Linked DNA regions of Sus scrofa: all the other regions are linked to region 3. A link is a contact called in public Hi-C and promoter capture Hi-C data. All regions are on one chromosome and are shown on one strand. The core of a region is the stretch at or near the end of the contact, and the rest is flanking DNA. Distances in the headings are between cores, read along the strand shown. Region 1 holds the start of RAD52 (RAD52 homolog, DNA repair protein). Region 2 holds the start of WNK1 (serine/threonine-protein kinase WNK1). Region 3 holds the start of CCDC77 (coiled-coil domain-containing protein 77).

What was found. Promoter capture Hi-C pulls out the DNA fragments that hold promoters and counts their contacts. A called contact is a pair of places that touch in the nucleus more often than the background predicts.
Region 1: a Hi-C map of liver shows a contact between it and region 3, with 4 times the contacts expected there. The contact joins the promoter of RAD52 here to the promoter of CCDC77 in region 3. A contact is called at or near these places in 1 of 5 promoter capture datasets (liver), 3 of 47 Hi-C or Micro-C datasets (liver and retroperitoneal adipose tissue) and 2 of 2 datasets of contacts at active chromatin or transcription factors (alveolar macrophages and skeletal muscle).
Region 2: a contact with region 3 is called in a promoter capture Hi-C map of liver, with 3 times the contacts expected there. The contact joins the promoter of WNK1 here to the promoter of CCDC77 in region 3. A contact is called at or near these places in 1 of 5 promoter capture datasets (liver), 1 of 47 Hi-C or Micro-C datasets (heart right ventricle) and 1 of 2 datasets of contacts at active chromatin or transcription factors (skeletal muscle).

Annotation. Positions count from the first base shown.
Region 1 is chr5:68,165,735-68,169,302 of Sscrofa11.1, forward strand. RAD52 (RAD52 homolog, DNA repair protein) reads right to left here and starts at 1,914. Exons shown (of 13, transcript NM_001123182.1): 1 at 1,723-1,914.
Region 2 is chr5:67,999,415-68,003,218 of Sscrofa11.1, forward strand. WNK1 (serine/threonine-protein kinase WNK1) reads left to right here and starts at 1,378. Exons shown (of 29, transcript XM_013997884.2): 1 at 1,378-2,442. The coding sequence starts at 1,690.
Region 3 is chr5:67,724,241-67,727,761 of Sscrofa11.1, forward strand. CCDC77 (coiled-coil domain-containing protein 77) reads left to right here and starts at 1,517. Exons shown (of 12, transcript XM_021092489.1): 1 at 1,517-1,627.

The DNA.
Region 1 (3,568 bases), core at 664-3,163, 440 kb after region 3:
GATACGGTGTTGCTGTGGCTGTGGTGAAGGCCATCAGCTGTAGCTCCAATTGGACCCCTAGCCCAGGAACTTCCACACGCTGAAGGTGCGGCCGTAAAAGGGAAAAAAAAAAAAAATGAATAGGCAACCACAAAGGACTGATATCCAGGATATAAAAAGGATATATAAAGAAAGTCTACAACTCAACAAAAATAAAAAGGCAATTAACCTAATTTAAAATAGGCAAAAGATTTGAGCAGTGACTTCATAAAAGATACACATATACAGACATTTTTTAAAAAGAAGCAGACTCACAGATATAGACAAAAAAACTATATCTGTGGGGACAGGGAAGGAAGGAGGGGAAGACAGGGGTAGGGAGACAAAGAGGATTGTTAACCAATTACATGAAATCGTGTGTGAAACTTCTGAATATTGCAAAGCGCCACAGAATTTAAAGAATCATTCTTTCAGCTTTTTAAAAAGCGTTTTTAAAAAACACCAGTGGAATCACTAATAAAAAGCATAAAACTGTGCAAAATGCAGCAACAAATATACCACAACAAAGACACTGGTTTACAGTATGAGCAAGAAGGCAGAGGACGCCTTGCTGGACACTCCACACACTGCCAGAGCATTGGAGCATCTGCTTGGGGCTACAAAGAAGTTTTAGCCAGTCAATTCACAAATACAGAATTCACAGATGATGAAAATAGGCTAGGTGTTTTATGAGATCAAACCTCTCCCACAGCTGTTACGTTTTTCATAAACTCGTCTCCAAGTCCACTCAGTTCCCATCACTAGATGACAGGTCTGACTGCATCTCCGATGGGACCTGCACACAAACGCTTCTCTGCTTGTTACCACCACAGTCAATGGTCTAGTAAGCGATGCACTGAGAACAGAGGACTTCACAAAGCCAGCCTTTTCTGAAAGATACCAGACCTGGGGCCAATGAAATACCTGATCCAACCCGAGTTAAATGTGATAAGAACTTAGTTTTACATTGTTTGTGCCTAGGGCTGAATTCTATGATGAAAGAGCCCTTAAATTAAGCCGAAAAGTGCAAAAACGCAAATGCCCATCAATTAATGAAGAAGCAAAACATGGTATATCCCGACAACGAAAGATTATTATTGGGCCACGAGAGTACGGGACACGCGCCACAGCTCGGATGAACCTTGGGGACACAGTGCCAAGTGAAGGAGCCAGACACAAAAAGCCACATACTGCATGATCCCACTTATGCAAAACATCCAGATCTGGCAAATTCAGAGGCAGAAAGAAGACTGGTGGGGCTGGGGGAGGGGGATGAGGAGCCCGCTAATGAGCTCGGGCTTCTTTCCCAGGTGATGAAAATGTTCTGCGTTAGATAACGGTAACGGCCGCCCAACTCTGTGAATACAATAAAGACCACTCAATGTTCACTTTGGATGAACAACTTTAATCATATATAAATTCTATCTCAATTTAAAAAAAAAAAAAGTCTAGAAACGCTGAATACGCGCTGAACTGTCAAATCCCTAAGTGGGTAATTCTACACACCGGAGTACAACTGTCTACGCGCCCTCGGCCCCGGTCAACCGGCAGCAAGTAACCGCAGCCCCAACCCCGCCCCGCCCCGCCCCGCCCCGCCCCGCCCACGGCCACGGCACCCTCCCCTCAGCACATGCCCCGGGTCGGTACCACTAAGCCGGGACCGGGAGACGAGCTTCCCACCCGGCGGAGATCCCACTCACGCACCGTTCCCCCTGAACGCGCAGAAGGGGTCTCGGGACGGCCGCGCAGAGGACCCTGGGAAGAAGGTCCGAGCGAGAGCCGACTTGAACGCGCGGAAGGACACGCGTGATGACGGCGTCAGAGAAACTGGAAAAAGTGCGAGAGAGAGAGAGAGAGAGAGAGCGAGCGAGAGAGAGAGAGCGAGAGACGTACTCGCAGAAGGGCGATAAAGCAGGCCGCGCAGAGGACCCTGGGAGGAAGGTCCAACGGGAGTACCCAAAACCAGAATGGCGTGTGGCGCGGAAGAACACTTTGGGTTCCCGCGCAAAGAGTCCTGGGAGGAAGGTCAGAACGAGGGTAAACCAGACCGGGGTGTGGGAAGAAGGTCTAACGCGAATGAACTGAGAAGACCTGTACTCGCGGAAGGGTACGCGGCGCGGCCGCGCAGAAGACCCTGGGAAGACGGTCCAAAGAGAGCGTGCCGCACCACGGCTGTGAACGGGCGGAGGAGCCGCAAGTTGTGGTCGGGGTAGAGGAACAGAGCCATCTGTTGAGAGCCGTAAAGCAAGTTGTTTGGCAGCGCGATGCTGACTTCCGTGTCAGCGGCTCTCTGCGCTTGGCCCCTGCGCGCCCTGCGCCCCTGTGGTCTCTGCTGGCCACCAGCGAGCTCCTGCCCGGCCTCCCGAGCGGAGCTCGGCTCCGTGTACCCCAGGCCGCTATGGCGGAGATTAGAGCTGTACCGGGACCAGGCTCAACAGCCCGGGCAGCGCCCCATCGCCGGGTCCCGAGGTCCCCAGATGCCCGCACAGACGGAGATGCTTAGAGGCGGCGATCCGTGGGCAGGACATCCCGCAGCAGCGCTCGTAGCGAGACTAAGGAGTCGCATCTCGGGAGTTCCTATGGTGGCTCAGTGAAACCTAATCCGAATAGTATCCATGAGGAAGCGGGTCCGATCCCTGGCCTCGCTCAGTAGGTTAAGGATCTGGCGTTGCGCTGAGCTGTGGTGTAGGTCGCAGACACGGCTCAGATCCCGAGTTGCTGCGGCTGTGACGTAGGCCCGTGGCTACAGCTCCTTTGTAATCCCTAGCTTGGGAACCTCCATATGCCACGGGTGTGGCCCTGAAAAGCAAAAACAACAACAACAGTTGCATCACAACCCCAAGCTGAGTGCGGAAAACTTGAACATACTCAGTTACTGACGTTTTCAAATTGTTGTTCCGGTGACCCCCTCGCCGCGGTTCTGCGCAGTAACCAGGCATTTCCTGGAGGGGTGCTCACGATTCCCGTGCATTTGATAAAGAAAGGCATGGCTGCTTTCAGATGGTGCTGGGACACAGTGATTGGGTTAGAGTCCCTATCAAAATATGCATAAGAATAATTACAACTGGAGTTCCCTGGTGGGTTAAGGATCCGGTGTCCCTGCCCTGGCGTGAGAACTTCTGTATGCAGAGGGCAAAGCCAAACAATAATAATAATGAAGTGAAATCAATTACAATTGAATTCGAGTGAGAAATGTTAAATGTATGCAGGTACATATAAAAGAATAGGCAGATGAATAGCCAACCTTAGAATGGAGAAAAGCTTTCTAACTATAGAAGCTGATAAATTAATCTTAAAAGGTGAATAAATGTAGCTATCTACATGCAATTTACTTAGTTTCTGGAAGTAGAAAATAAACAAGAAAAATAGGGAAATACTAACATGTATTCGAATGGAATTAATATATAAAAAGTTCTAACAATTGAAGAAATATTAACAAGTGTGTATATAGTTCACAAAAGGAGAAAGACAATATGAAAAGATTTAATTTTAATAAAACTAAAAAGTATACATATTAAAATAAGTATATAATTTCAACCATTTCCATTTT
Region 2 (3,804 bases), core at 128-2,627, 280 kb after region 3:
ACCTTTAGAGTAAAGAGGGATGCTGGTTTATTAAGCACCAAGCAAAAGACAGTTGGACATTTAAGTTTCGTCCAAGTCAATTCAGCTCTTTCAAGCTTGTGGTAAAAGACGCAAAGATCCGCAGACCTTGTCTTTTGAGTCCATTACCACCTCACCTTCCCCCCTTTCCACGTACAGTCTTTTTTTTTCTGGCAGAGTTCGCTTTGACGTTTGACTACACTGGGGCAGCCCAACACTGAGAGCCAGAGTGTGTGTCCTGGGCTGGAGCCGAGGATGCGGCCTTAAGTGCTATGGGAGGTAGGCGCACAATCATTCTCCCTGTCTCCTTCCTTGCCACGCACCCAATCAGTGTGATGCACAAAGTTTGTGGCCCAGGGAGGGGGTCCGGCTCCCCCTGCTCTCCACCACACCCGGGTCTCAGCACCGCCGCGGCTCCTCATTACACAGAAGCAGCCCATATTCCAGCCACGGCAACACCAAGAGCTCGCTCTCGCCTCAGCAGAGCATGATGGGAGCCTCTCCCCTCGTCCTGCCTCCCTTTCCTTTTCTTCTCCCTTCTCTCATTCCACAATTAATGCCTAAGTCATGATTTCCCTAGCTGGTGCCGACTGAGGGATGGGGCTTAGCGACCCACGGTGACGCTCCCACCCACCTTCCAGAAGGGGCGGTTTCAAAAGGAACTACAGTTCCCGTCGGGCATCAGGCTAAGTAACCGCAGGGCGACACGGGAGTCGTAGGCGCCTTCCTCCTCCGTCCCTTTCATTCCTCAACGCGTCAACTACAAGTCCCAAGGGGCCTCGGGACAGCACGCCTGCGCGAGAGCCCCGCCAGCGGGTGGGGGTGGGGCGCTCCGGGCGCTGGGGGGCGGGGCCGGAGCGGGCTGTGTGGAGGTTTTAGACTCCCGGCGCCATTTAGCGCGGAGTTTCCCTGGCGGACGCGGCTCTTCTCCTTCGGCCTCTCTGCACCGTCTCCGTGACAGAAGCTCCTGACGGGGTGACTGCCCTTCCTCCTCCCTGCCCTCCTCGGCCCGGAGGAGCAGCGGTTCGGGCCCTTCCCCACCGGCCCTCCCTCTATTAGCCCCCGGCCCCGGCCCGGAGGGGACGGGGTCCGCCGGGCCCGCGGCGGGCGGCGAGGCCCGGGGCCGGGGGCAGCTCCTCTGCTCCTCCGCGTCGCGCGTCTGCCCCTCGCGTCGGGCGATGGGTGGCCTGTGAGGCCGTCCAGGAGTTTGGCGGGGAGGAGGAGCGGCCGCCCGCCTGGCCGCGAGCCCCGGCGCGGCCTCCCCCGCCTCCGCGCCTGAGCGGCCGCCGTTCGGGGGTCCGCGCGCAGCTGCCGGCCTCAGGGCCCAACCCGCCCGGCCGGGCCACGGCGGCGGGGAGCCAGTGCCGCCCCCGCCTGGACTCGGTGCGGGCTCCCGCGCTGCACCCATGACTGCGCGCAGCTGCCGCTCCCGTCCGCTCGGCCGCCGCTTGCCGCACGATGGGTGCGGGCGGTGAGGCGCCAGCCCCCGTGCCTCCGCCCCGCCACCGCCCCCGAGCAGCCCGTTTCGACAGCCGCAGCGGCCTCCGCAGCCCGGCCCGCTGCCCCGCCTCCCGCTCGGACCGCCGAGTCAGTGCCGAGTGAGGGGCCGTCGGCCCACAGCGGCCCGCTTCTATCCAAATTAGAGCCGCCTGCCTCGCTCCCACTCCTACCATGTCTGGCGGCGGGGCCGATCAGCAGAGCAGCCCGCCGGGCTCCCTGTTCCTTTCGCCGCCAGCGCCTGCCCCCAAGAATGGCTCTAGCTCGGACTCCTCGGTGGGGGAGAAGCTGGGCGCCGCGGCAGCGGACGCCGGAGCCGGCAGGACGGAGGAGTACCGGCGTCGCCGCCACACCATGGACAAGGACAGCCGGGGGGCGGCCGCGACCACCACCACCGAGCACCGCTTCTTCCGCCGTAGCGTCATCTGCGACTCTAACGCCACGGCGTTGGAGCTGCCCGGCCTCCCCCTCCCACTGCCCCAGCCCGGCGCCGCCGCGGTGGCCCAGCAGAGGAGCCCCCCGGAGCCCCACCGCGAGGAGACTCTGACCCCCGCTGTCGCCCATGTGGCCCAGCAGCCGCCAGCCGCCGCCACCCCAGGGGAGCCGGCCGCCGCAGTCCCGGCCGCCGCCTCGGCCCCGGGCAGCGCCAGCCGAGACCGTCAGGTTGCCCAGCCCAGCCAAGCGGGGAGCAAAGAGGAGCCCCCGTCGGCGAGAAGCGGCAGCGGCGGCGGCAGCGCCAAGGAGCCGCAAGAGGAGCGGAGCCAGCAGCAGGATGACATCGAAGAGCTGGAGACCAAGGCAGTGGGCATGTCCAATGATGGCCGCTTTCTCAAGTTTGACATCGAAATTGGCAGGGGCTCCTTTAAGACGGTCTATAAAGGTCTGGACACCGAAACTACGGTGGAGGTCGCTTGGTGTGAACTGCAGGTATACACGAGCTACTTCTTTATTTTACGGTGGTTTGGATCCCAGATTTGGCTCAGTTCGACCAGTTTCTAGAGTTCACCCTTGGCATGTCTTTCTCTAACTGTTCGCTCCAAGTCGAGTGTGGTGGGAGGCCAACTTTTGAAAAGAGGTAGAAACCAGAATTTGGGGCTTGCACCTAGGTGTTTGGATAGAATAGGAGTTAGTGGCTGTAGCTAGTGCGATTTGCTTCTAGGGAAGGAGTGGTGAAAGGCATCCTGGTACAAATGTCTTGCTTACTCGTTATTGTTTTAGTGTCTGGCAGGAAACTTGAAGTTAGTGGGGAAGTTTTTGAGTTAGATTAAGCACAGCCTTCTTGCCTTCTACTCATCAGGAGGTCTGCAATGATGAGCTGCTGATGTGTTAGGCGCGTGTTTCCATCTGTGAGATCAGGCTGTGTTTTTAAGAAAGACCTTGTTCACGAATGACCTTCCTTTGGATGTATCTTAGTTCGTGGTCACACAGGAATCTAATAAACTATTAAAAGGTATTTCTTCTTTGGGTAAATAATTTGTGACTAGAAATGTACAATAAGTGTTTGATATTGTTCTACCTAATGATGCTTAAACCTTGTAGAAGCTAGCAGTGACCTGACATTGGTAATTAAATCTAAAGTATGCCTGCAGCCTATTCCCTATACTGTGAACAGTACAGGAGCCTGTGTAAATTGTATAATGTGTTTTGACAGTAGTAATGTTATTATCATTGTTTTAATCTTGTGAAAGGTTTTTAAGCCAAACTTTCCCAAGAATCCCAAGGAGTCACAAGGCTTCCTTTTTTAATCTCTAGGAGGTTTTCATGGTGTAAATAGTGGTGTGTCATCCTGGTTGACAGGTATATTCTAGGTTTAAATAGCTGGGTTTGGGCTACTTGTTGCTTGACCTGTAGCAGCTTGATTGAATGGTGTCCTCATCAGGAAGTGAACATGTATAGGTTATGGAAGAAGCAGAGCTGCACAGAATGAAAATGCCTGCATTAAACATGAAAAATGCCATTACCCATAATCTTCTTGCCAAGACTAATGGGCCAAACTGAAATAGAATATGAACCAAACTGAAAGGTCTAAGAATTTATCTATTTTCCATGAACTAATATGTTAACACTTAACCCTTTGAGTGTCACCTTCCAAATAACTGAGGCCATATCAAATGTGAAGGGAAATTAGCATGTGGAAGGAAGTAAACTTCCTGGGAAAAACTGACAAGTAATTTAAGTTTTATAGTTAGTGACATAGAACTTATAAGGCATTGTGAAATAAAAAGTGCTCAATTTTATAGTGTTTCAGAGTTGGAAAGATGGCAGATCATTTTTTAAAAAAACAAAAAT
Region 3 (3,521 bases), core at 267-2,766:
GTTAATGAATCTGACTAGCATCCATGAGGATGCAGGTTCAATCCCTGGCCTCAATCAGTGGGTTGGGGATCCAGCATTGCTGTGAGCTGTGGTGTAGGCCGCAGTGGCGTAGGCTGGCAGCTGTAGCTCCAATTCAACCCCTAGCTTGGGAACCTCCATGTGCCACAGGTGTGGCTCTAAAAAGACAAAAAAAGAAAAAAAATAGAAGTGGCAGTTGCATTTTAGGTTTTTTTTTTTTTTAATCTTCTTGCCCATAATTTTCCCCAACTGCATGTATGGCAGTTATTTTTAGTATCTTATAGTTTCTTTGTATTTTGTTCCTCAAAGAGATGTTTGTCCAGGTTCATGCACTGCAGCCACTGTAGCCAAGGTCTTGGGTCCCAGGACCCAAGTCCCATCCTGATTCATAAGGTATCAGCTCACCCTCCCTCAGGGAACTAGAAAGAGAACCTTTTACTTGTTTTTGTTTCTTGTGCTGCAGCTCGAGCCCCAATAAAGCCTTGCCTGAATTTTTCATTTGGTCCCATCAATTTCTATTGATTAAAAAGTCCAAGAACCCAGGTCGGTAACAATATGATCAGTCCAGAGTGTGCTTAAACAAAAAACATACAAAAATCGCCTTTTGTAGAATGGAAGAGAAGGAAAAAATTTGAGGCAAAAATGCCATTTAGAAACCTGTTTAAGTAGCCCAAGTTAGGGGTAATGAGACCCAGAGTGGAAATAAATAGGAAGATATAAATTTGAGAACCAGGAGGAAGATGAGATCACCATGATTTGGTTTTAAATCAATGGAGGGGCCAAAAGAGAAAAACTAGCGTCAAAGTACCTGCGAAAATCGTGATGTAACTAACAGAAAAATCAAAGCGGGGAGAAAAGTAGGTTTATAAGATGGAAAGTTTGTTTTGAACATCCTCAGGTCTTAGATCACCGAAGAGTCTACGCTCTTCCATAGAAGTAGCTGCAGCTCTGAGACTAAAATGCCTTTCCGCCTCCCTCTACAAATCACTTTTCTGCAAAGATGAGACCGCAATTGGTCTTTGAACGAATATGATTAAAGACAGTTTCTCACATCTCTCAGGAAAAGGAGGTAGTGTCTGCTATTGATAAAAACAGCATTTATATACATAATCCTCTGTAGAAACTGATCCAGAAGCCACCAGGGCATTGAAGGAGAAACCATCTTCTTAGACTCTTCACCTTCTTGAGATAAGCTTGCTCATGGCCACTCATAATAATCCTGTAGTTAAGCACTGACTTTCTGCATCACTTTTCATGAAAACAAAGTATGTGAGTAAGCCTAAACTGAGCCAGAACTAGAGTGTCTGACGCCGAACATCACACCACCACTACTGGGATTACATGAGTAGCAACCCGGTCACCTTCTCCACCGAGGGAGCTGGGTGTCGAAGACTACATTTCCCGGCGACTTCTGCGGGGCAAGGCGCGCGAGGGAGGGCGGGAAGGGGGCGGGCCTATGTGGACTAGCTTTCCTATTGGTGTACAATCCTGAGGGCCATGTAAACCTGCGGCCGATTGGACGCGTCCGTGCCCGCTCCGTGGCGCCGCGACGCCTCCGGATTTGACTAGTTTTTCGGTTGGGCTTTTGCTGTCCGCGGCTCAGTGAGGCGTGAGTAGAGTTCCGGGTTTCGGGACTCTGGGATCAGCGAAGGGGACTTGGGAGGAAAACCGGGTGAGGAGAAGTAGCTGCGGGAGTAGTGCGAAGGAGAGGGGTGTGAGCTTGAAAGGGTTCACGGGAGGCCCGGGCCGGAGCGAACAGTTAGCATCTGCAGGAGGGGTGGGGTTTTGGCGCTACTGGGGATCAAGACGGAGCGCCTGGGGGAAAAGAGTACGGAATGTCGGTCCCCCACCTCTCTGCCGATCCCAGCCTCACTCCCGTTTGTAAGTTGAGGGGTGGAGTTCCCTGGTGGCTCATCGGGTTAAGGATCCAGCGTTGTCACTGCTGTGGCACGGGTTTGATCTCTGGCCCGGGAACTTCCCATGCCGGGGGCGCGGCCAAAATAATAATAATGATAACAATAATAAAATGAAATAGAGGAGTAACAAAATTGCTTCACAGAGTAATGGGGTAAAGAGGATAATAAATGTCAAATGCTAAACAGATGTTAGTTGTAAGTAGACAAGAGATGAATATTCATACTTGAACAAGGATATCACAGGGATAGAGGAGTAGATGTTAGCCAAAACCCTGTAATTTCTCTGTGAACAAGGGCATCTTTCTTTCCAGAGATAGATTGTTCCTGTGTGAAGGGAACATACACCATCACAGGAGAGGTGGTAGGCACAAAGAACTGTACTGTGTTAACTTTTGGAGAATTACAAATTCAGTTCTTGGAGTTCCCCTCATGGCTCAGGGGAAATGAATCTGGCTAATATCCATGAAGACGCAGGTTTGATCCCTGGCCTGGCTCAGTGGGTTAAAGATACAGTGTTGCCAGTGAGCTGTGGTGTAGGTCGCAGACACAGCTCAGATCTGTTGTTGCTGAGGCTGTGGTGTAGGCCAGCAGCTGTAGCTCTGATTCCACTCCTAGCCTGGAAGCCTCCATATGCATCTGGCGTGGCCCTAAAAAGACAAAAAACAAATAAGAAAACCCAAATGCAGTTCTTCTGAAATTAGATCATTTTGTTTACAGAAACTGAAAGAAGAGATGAAGGAGGTAGTATTTGAGTTTTCATGTGCAGATTGGATTTTGTTTAGTGAAATTGTGAGTGTGGAAGGAACTGTGTTCCAGCTGCAGGGACCTCATGAGCAAAGGCCTGGAGGCAATGGTGTCTGGAAACCAAAGATATATTAGGGGAGTAGAGGGAAGTAGGTAGGAGAGATAGGTTTGGTCCTTAAATAAAAAGCCACGATGTTTAAGATGAGTTTGATTTAGTGCGTTAGACTATGAGGAGCAATGTATGAATCTTTCTAGAAGATGGTTCATGGGAAAAATGGGGTGGATAGAACAGTTAAGCCATTGTTGTAGGGTGGGTAAGAAGATGTGGAGATCCTGAATTAACATGGCCATTGTCAGAATGTACTGGATTTTCATATGGTTGGAGGAGAGGGTCAAGAGGAATACTGAAGTTATGAATTTAAATTTTCAGGTCCATGTTGCTTGGAAGATGGGGAATTAGTAACTAAACTAGAGTCAGAAGAGCATGTGTGGATGATAAAGATGATGTATTTGCTTTGGGAGGTATTAGCTTTGAGGTGCTAAAAAAATATGACTTGAATTTTTTTTTTTGGTGGGGTAGGAGTCTTTTTACGGCTGAACCTGAGGCATATGGAAGTTCCTGGGCTAGGGGTTGAATCGGAGCTGCAAACTGCAGACCTGCATTACAGCCACAGATACACTGGATCTGAGCCATGTCTGCAACATACACCACAGTCTGTGGCAATGCTGGATCCTTAACCCATGTATGAGGCCAGGGATTGAACCCCCATCATCGTGGACGGTAGGTCTGGGTTCTTAACCCACTGAGCCACAATGGGAACTCCTTGAATTTTTTTTTTTTCT